Regions from separate parts of the Lactuca sativa genome. Here region 2 is linked to region 1. Evidence: chromatin contacts called from public Hi-C data. All regions are on one chromosome and are shown on one strand. Each heading gives the region's core, a stretch centred on a gene start, on an enhancer-like site or on the middle of the called end of the contact. The rest is flanking DNA. Distances are from core to core; before and after follow the strand shown.

Region 1 (3,073 bases), core at 425-2,924:
TCATTACAAGTGTTGTGCACACCACGTTTGATGGCTATCTTTGCAATGGCACTTTGTTCCCATAACTTTGCCATTGCAACTGCAAGTCCTTGCAGATTTCTATTTCTTCCTATGTCAATCACAGGGGTATATTAGTCTTTTCACAAAAACTCCATTACAATGAAATGGAAGGATCAGTACATACCGAGTGCAAAATGTGGAGGCATTGTTCTTGCAGTCCTACGGAAAAAAGTCATCTCTTTATCTTGTAAACCAGGTTTTGTCCCATACGGGAGAAGTCTAAAAGGACGTTTATACCCTTCAATGATAGAAGGAAGCAAATCGGCATCTACAGGTAGTGGCTCACGACCTGCCCAATCCCTAAACCTTGGGCCCAATTCATCTAAAACAAGATTCATTTCTTTCAAATCGAGTAATTCTTCTTCAGAAAGATCTTTAATATATTGTTCGGGATAATTCATTGATGATTTATTTTCTGTATCATTTGATTTTTGCTCTTTAAATGATTGTACGCATGGAAGCTTGTAAGCCATTCCTCTAAATAATACTACTGAACTGCCTGATCTAAATATCACTAAGCCGCCTGTTCTACTCTGTTAGAAAACAACTTATTTTAATAAAAATATTAATATATCGTAAGAATTGAATAAATTCGCAAAAGAATTGAATAAAGAAGAGGCTAATACTGACTTACTGACCTCTAAACTTTCATGGATTCTTTTCATGTTCATGGCTGAAGGTCCTTTAAATTTCAACTTCACAACTTCATCCATTTTCCATTTTTCATGAATTGAGTCGACCAGTTCTTGTGTAACCCCAGCTGCACCGACTCTAAATCTTTCCACCATTCTCCCTGCTTTGTTCCTCAATCTCCTCAATTCGAATTCTGGTATCAATTTATCTGCCATTGGTGTATTGCTACTACTCTGAAACAAATCTTTTCCTCTCTCCCATGGTACCCTCTCGATACTCTGAATTTCGCCATCGTTATTTGAATGTCTTTCGTCATCTCTAACAATAACCCTTGCGAGATTTCGTTTCTGCACAGAAACCCCAGCAATGATTGTGGTTCCACCATTGCTCTCAGAGTCGCTCAGCGACGACTCACTACCGGTTCTTGACTCGGGGAATACAAACCCGTCATCATTTTTACCTCCGTCAATATATTTTCGGGAATTCCCATCTTCAAAATCAATATTTTGTTTCTGGGGTTTAGTTTTTTGAATCCAAGGAGCAAGCTTTACGCTTTTGATAGAATCAGACCTAACTGAGTCGCCCACAAACGAGTTGCTATCGATGCGAGACTCTTCATCTTCTACGAATTTGGTTGAAATTTTCCGCTCTTGCTGTCGTCTTTCTTCGTTCTGCCATGGGAATTTCTCTCCCAATGAAGTGGGTTTCCGAGACCACTTTTCAAGAACTTGATCAGAAAAACTAGGTCTGGGTTTTCTTTGATTCTTCCTTTTGGGGTTAATTTGTTGGATCTCTAGTTGAATTGCTTGATTACAACAAAAAAATTTGAAGTTTGAAGAGTGAGTTCGAGAGAGTGTACGAATAGTAGTAGTTGCAGTAGTTGCAGTTGCAGTTGGTAAAATTAAATTAAGTGAAAATGGTGAAGATGTTGAAGAGGCCATTGCTGATGGATGAGATGAACACCTCATGAATTCTGTTTTTTAGGTACTTTACATCTTTAAATGTTCAAATGTACCCTGTGCAGTAGATGTTGTACCATTAATCCAGTGAGCTGATAAATTTTTTATGGGCTAGTTAACAAACTTATATGGGCTAAACCTTCTAAATGGGCCAACGGGCCAGTTGTTCTGGGCTGTCTTTATATATAATAAATTATCAAGAATGAAATGAATGAACCAACATATTATCAAGAATCAACCAGTGAGCATGATGGATTTTTTATGGGCTAGTGAAATCTACTCTTCTTCATTTAAAATGAAGTAATGAACCAAAAGTAATGAACCAAACATATTATCAAGAATAAAAACACAAAATTGTAAATTATATATATTATAAATTAAGGACGCTTATGCACAGTCAACTTTTGCTTTTCCAAATTTTGCCGTAGATGTTTGTGGGATTTGCAGTTTGGCCTCTACCCTAACATCCAATTAGGGTTTTACTTCTCGATCAGAACCAAATCCTTCCCTCCGACTCTCTCATTTAATATCTTCTCGTTCCCGGTTGTTCTAATTTTAACACAACAGATATTTCACCGCCTTAACATAGGTACAAATTTGAATCATCCCTTTCATCTATCTTCTAATAGTCCCTCTGCAACATCCTTCATTAATCTTCCGCCTCCTTGTCTTTTCTAGCAGTACCTGACGTAGCGGTTAACAAGCACCCCTAACCTTCATCGGACATCTTCAACAACCGGCGACGACTTCACAATTTTGAGGTTTTTAGCGTCGGTTGGGCGACGATGGCGATTCTACCGGATGACATTGGTCGGACAATCTGTTACCGATGGTGAGTCGCACACGGATTTGAGGTTATCTAAAACCGTTGAATCCACCATCTTCCTCCGGGGAGGAAAACGTCGACCTGATTAATGTTTCTTTTTTTTGTAGACATGTTGAAAGTTTGCCCATTCTTGATTGCTATTGCACGCATGAGAAGAGAATGTTGTGTTTCCGATCTTTCGTCAGTTTTTGATAAACTTTTTAATTCTTAACCAATTGAGGTGCATGCTCTTTTGGCTTATTTTTTTCCTAAAACTTATTTATATAATAACAAAATCATTAAACATAAACAATAAATAAAATACAAAAAACATTTTTTACATAATTTTATTTAAAATAATACAAAATGTATTTTACTTGTATTATAAAAAAAATACTTTTTTACAAACAATTTGTATGTATTTATTTTACGTAAAATATTTTTTTGACTTTAAAAAATACGTTTTTATAAAATATTTTTTTATGTATTTGAAATAATAATAATTAACACTACTCATAACATAAAAAATGTACAAATTCTTTTGGGTTATTAGTTCTAAAACCATTTTTCGGTTATATGTATTAAAAACAGCATAACAACGATTTTGTTAGGTATC
Region 2 (3,294 bases), core at 767-3,266, 260 kb after region 1:
AATCATCATCAGCACCATCTCCACTTCCGGATATAGAGCTATTTCTCTTAATTGTTGAGGCTATGAACTATAAGATCCAGCTTCCTATACAAAGAAATTTGGATTCTTCGATCCCATCGATGATCTTTTCGTAATCCTTGATTTTTTTTTGGAATTGGTAAGGTGCGTCAACTAATTGATGCAACTAACAGTAGGTTTTGAACTTTTGAATAACTCATTGGAGCGATTGATTGTTTATTTCAACAGTTCATACATATCATCGTTTCTGCTAAATTTCCTAATGTGTTTTCGATTCCTAATTCAACCCAGTTTAATGAATTTTAGTGTGTATTCACTCCCAGGTGTAGGTAAATCATGTTTGTTGTTGCAATTCACCGACATGAGGTTTTAACCAGTTCATGACTTGACTATTGGAGTCGAATTTGGTGGTCGTACGGTCGCCATTGATGGTAGCCCATTAAGCTTCAGATTTGGATATTGTATGTGTTTTTTAACTTGTATCATTTGCTTGATCCTTGTTGCTACTATTTAAATGACTTCTAGTTTCCTAATTCTTCAATCGATCATGCCATGTAATATGTAGATTTTTACTTTTTCTGCGTACTTTCTTGATGATCATTATAATGATTCATAAATTAATTTAATATGCATCAGGATAGCCAAGAATCATTCAGATCAATCGCCAGATTGTATTGCAGAGGAGCAGCCAGAGCTCTTTTGGTTTATGGCATCAACATGTAGCTATCAAATCATATCATATGTAACGGTTTTCGTATATACAAGTTGAAGTTGTATTCATTATCTATTTTGTTTAACTGATTTCATGAGAAAAATATTCAATCATATAGTTGGATGGTTTTAAGATGCAAGACAATATGTCAATCCCAACATGACAATCATAGGTCTCCAACCACTATTTCTGCCAAGAGTAGAACATTGATTGTTTCGTAGAAAAAGATGAATCTTTTGCTTTTTTTTTTTAAAAAAAATTAAAGATCATTGGTTATTAATCATTTAAAATAAAAATAATTGACATATTGGATCTCATATTTATAATACGTCTCTAACGCGTTGTTTCTGGGTTCTACTTAAGGAGAGATACGGATTGATATAGAGGGAAAGTGAGGGATGTCAAAGGAAAATCGTGTTCCAAAGTTTCATTAATGGAAGGAAAGTGAGGGGAAAGAAAGGATTTCGGAGCCATATTTTACTTCGAAATTAGGCAAATTTTGGAAGAAAGTGAGGAAAAAGAAAATCTTTAAGTTTATTTTCTTTTTCCTCTTACCTTGGGAACACAAAAACTTAAAATTTTTCTTTTATTTCATTCAAACTAGAAAACATGGAATAAATTCTTTCCCATCCCTTTCTTTCTCTCAATATTTTACTTTCCTTTACTTTATTGAATTAAAAAAAAATACCTAGGGACAAGGCTAAGCTTATGTTAACAACTAGTTATGAGACCCACGTATTACATGGGTTAATTTAAAATATATATATATATATATATATATATATATATATATATATATATATATATATATATATATATATATATATATATATATATGAAGGTTTAAATAATTGGGAACTATGAATTTATAATAAAATAAAAAAAAATAATGAATTATTAAAATTAAATTTTTTATCTTTTAAATTTAAACAAATAATTTAAATAAATATACAAAATAAACAATGAACTTTAATTTAAAATTTTCAAAAGTAGAATGTAAGTTTATTAATGAAATTGATATTTATTTATTATTATATTTATTGCAATTATTACATTAAAGTATTATATAAAATTTAATAAAATAAAAAACTCATAAAATAAGATGTGAAAAAAAATTAATTCAAAATTATCACAAATTAACATTTATGAAAAAAAAAAAAAACATGTTATGGCAAAACAATTCTTTATTTATTCGGGACGACGTATTTTTGTATGGAAGCCCATTTTCAACTCAAAGCTTTATAAGAAGTTTGATTTTGCTTATTGGGCCATTTGGCCCAAATGAAAAGCTCAACTAAAGCTCCATGGGCCAACCGCCGCCGATGATCTCAAACTCTCCTCCGGTCTCCTTCTCTATCCCTCTAATGGCGCCTCCAAGGATTCTATTGACTGGAGATCCCCTTGGCCACCTAAATCAGCTCTTCAAACGCGTTTCGTCGGTATATATACAAACACAATCATTTATATGTTAATATGCGTAAGAATTGATATTAAGTTTTTTGAATTTTGCACTTTGTTTTGTGGTTTTAGGTTAATAAATCAACCGGTCCATTTGATGCCGTATTATGCGTCGGGCAGTTCTTCCCGGAATCGTCCGAGCATTTGGAGGAGCTGACTGAGTACGTAGAAGGTCGGAAGAATATCCCGCTACCGACCTATTTCATCGGCGATTATGGAGCTGGAGCTGCCAAGGTCCTATCAGCTGCTGCGAAGGAGTCTGGTAATCAAGGGTTTAAGATGGATGGCTTGAAGATTCGGGATAATTTGTACTGGTTGAAAGGCAGTGGCAAGTTCACACTCCATGGTATGTTTTTGATTGTTAGAATGCATAATAAATCTATAATGCAATAGAAATGTACTTGTTATCTTCCAACTTCTTTTCGTTTCAGTAGTTACCTAACTGTGATTGCTGATTACCGTACTCATATCTAGGTTTATCTGTGGCATACTTGTCCGGTAGGCGATCACCAAGTGGTCTAATTTATGGAACTTATACTCAAGATGACATCGATGCTCTGAGGGCATTAGCTGAAGAACCTGGAATCATAGACATATTCCTCACATATCCTTCTTACCTCTTTCACTCCATTCTATTTCTTATAGTTACATGGGTGATGAGTTTATATCATAAGGTTTCATTTCCTTAACTACTACTTACTAATGAATGGCCCGATGGAATCTTGAATAGAGCTTCAACATCCAATATTCCTCCAGGAATATCAGATTCCACAGGTAGTGATGCTGCAATATCAGAGCTAGTTGCAGAAATCAAACCCCGGTAAGTTTAAAATTCAAATCTTACAAGTTTATTTATGGTTGATCTCAATTACAGTTGCTCTTATGGTCTATGGTCTATGGTAGGTACCATGTTGCAGGATCTAAGGGTGTATATTATGCCAGAGAACCATATATGAATGATGATGCTGCACATGCAACCCGTTTTATTGGATTAGCCCCAGTAGGAAATGCATCTAAGCAGGTTGGTTTTACACTTTAGTCAACTATTTAACTATTATTAATCCTCATTTTCTTGCTATGTGTAAATTTCTCTCAGAAATTTATTC

The links. Hi-C and Micro-C count contacts between places; a contact is called where the count stands out from the background.
Region 2: a contact with region 1 is called in a Hi-C map of leaf, with 7 times the contacts expected there. The contact joins the promoter of LOC111894658 here to the promoter of LOC111911579 in region 1. A contact is called at or near these places in 3 of 4 Hi-C or Micro-C datasets (leaf and seed).

Annotation. Positions count from the first base shown.
Region 1 is chr8:133,033,140-133,036,212 of Lsat_Salinas_v11, forward strand. It overlaps LOC111911579 (CRM-domain containing factor CFM3, chloroplastic/mitochondrial), which reads right to left and starts at 1,675. Exons shown (of 9, transcript XM_023907334.3): 1 at 699-1,675; 2 at 185-593; 3 at 1-109. The coding sequence starts at 1,661.
Region 2 is chr8:133,295,117-133,298,410 of Lsat_Salinas_v11, forward strand. LOC111894658 (zinc finger CCCH domain-containing protein 64) reads left to right here and starts at 2,017. Exons shown (of 8, transcript XM_052765993.1): 1 at 2,017-2,169; 2 at 2,261-2,534; 3 at 2,663-2,790; 4 at 2,887-3,008; 5 at 3,092-3,209; 6 at 3,285-3,294. The coding sequence starts at 2,035. LOC111894657 (a long non-coding RNA gene) reads left to right here. Exons shown (of 2, transcript XR_002851287.3): 1 at 1-479; 2 at 655-843.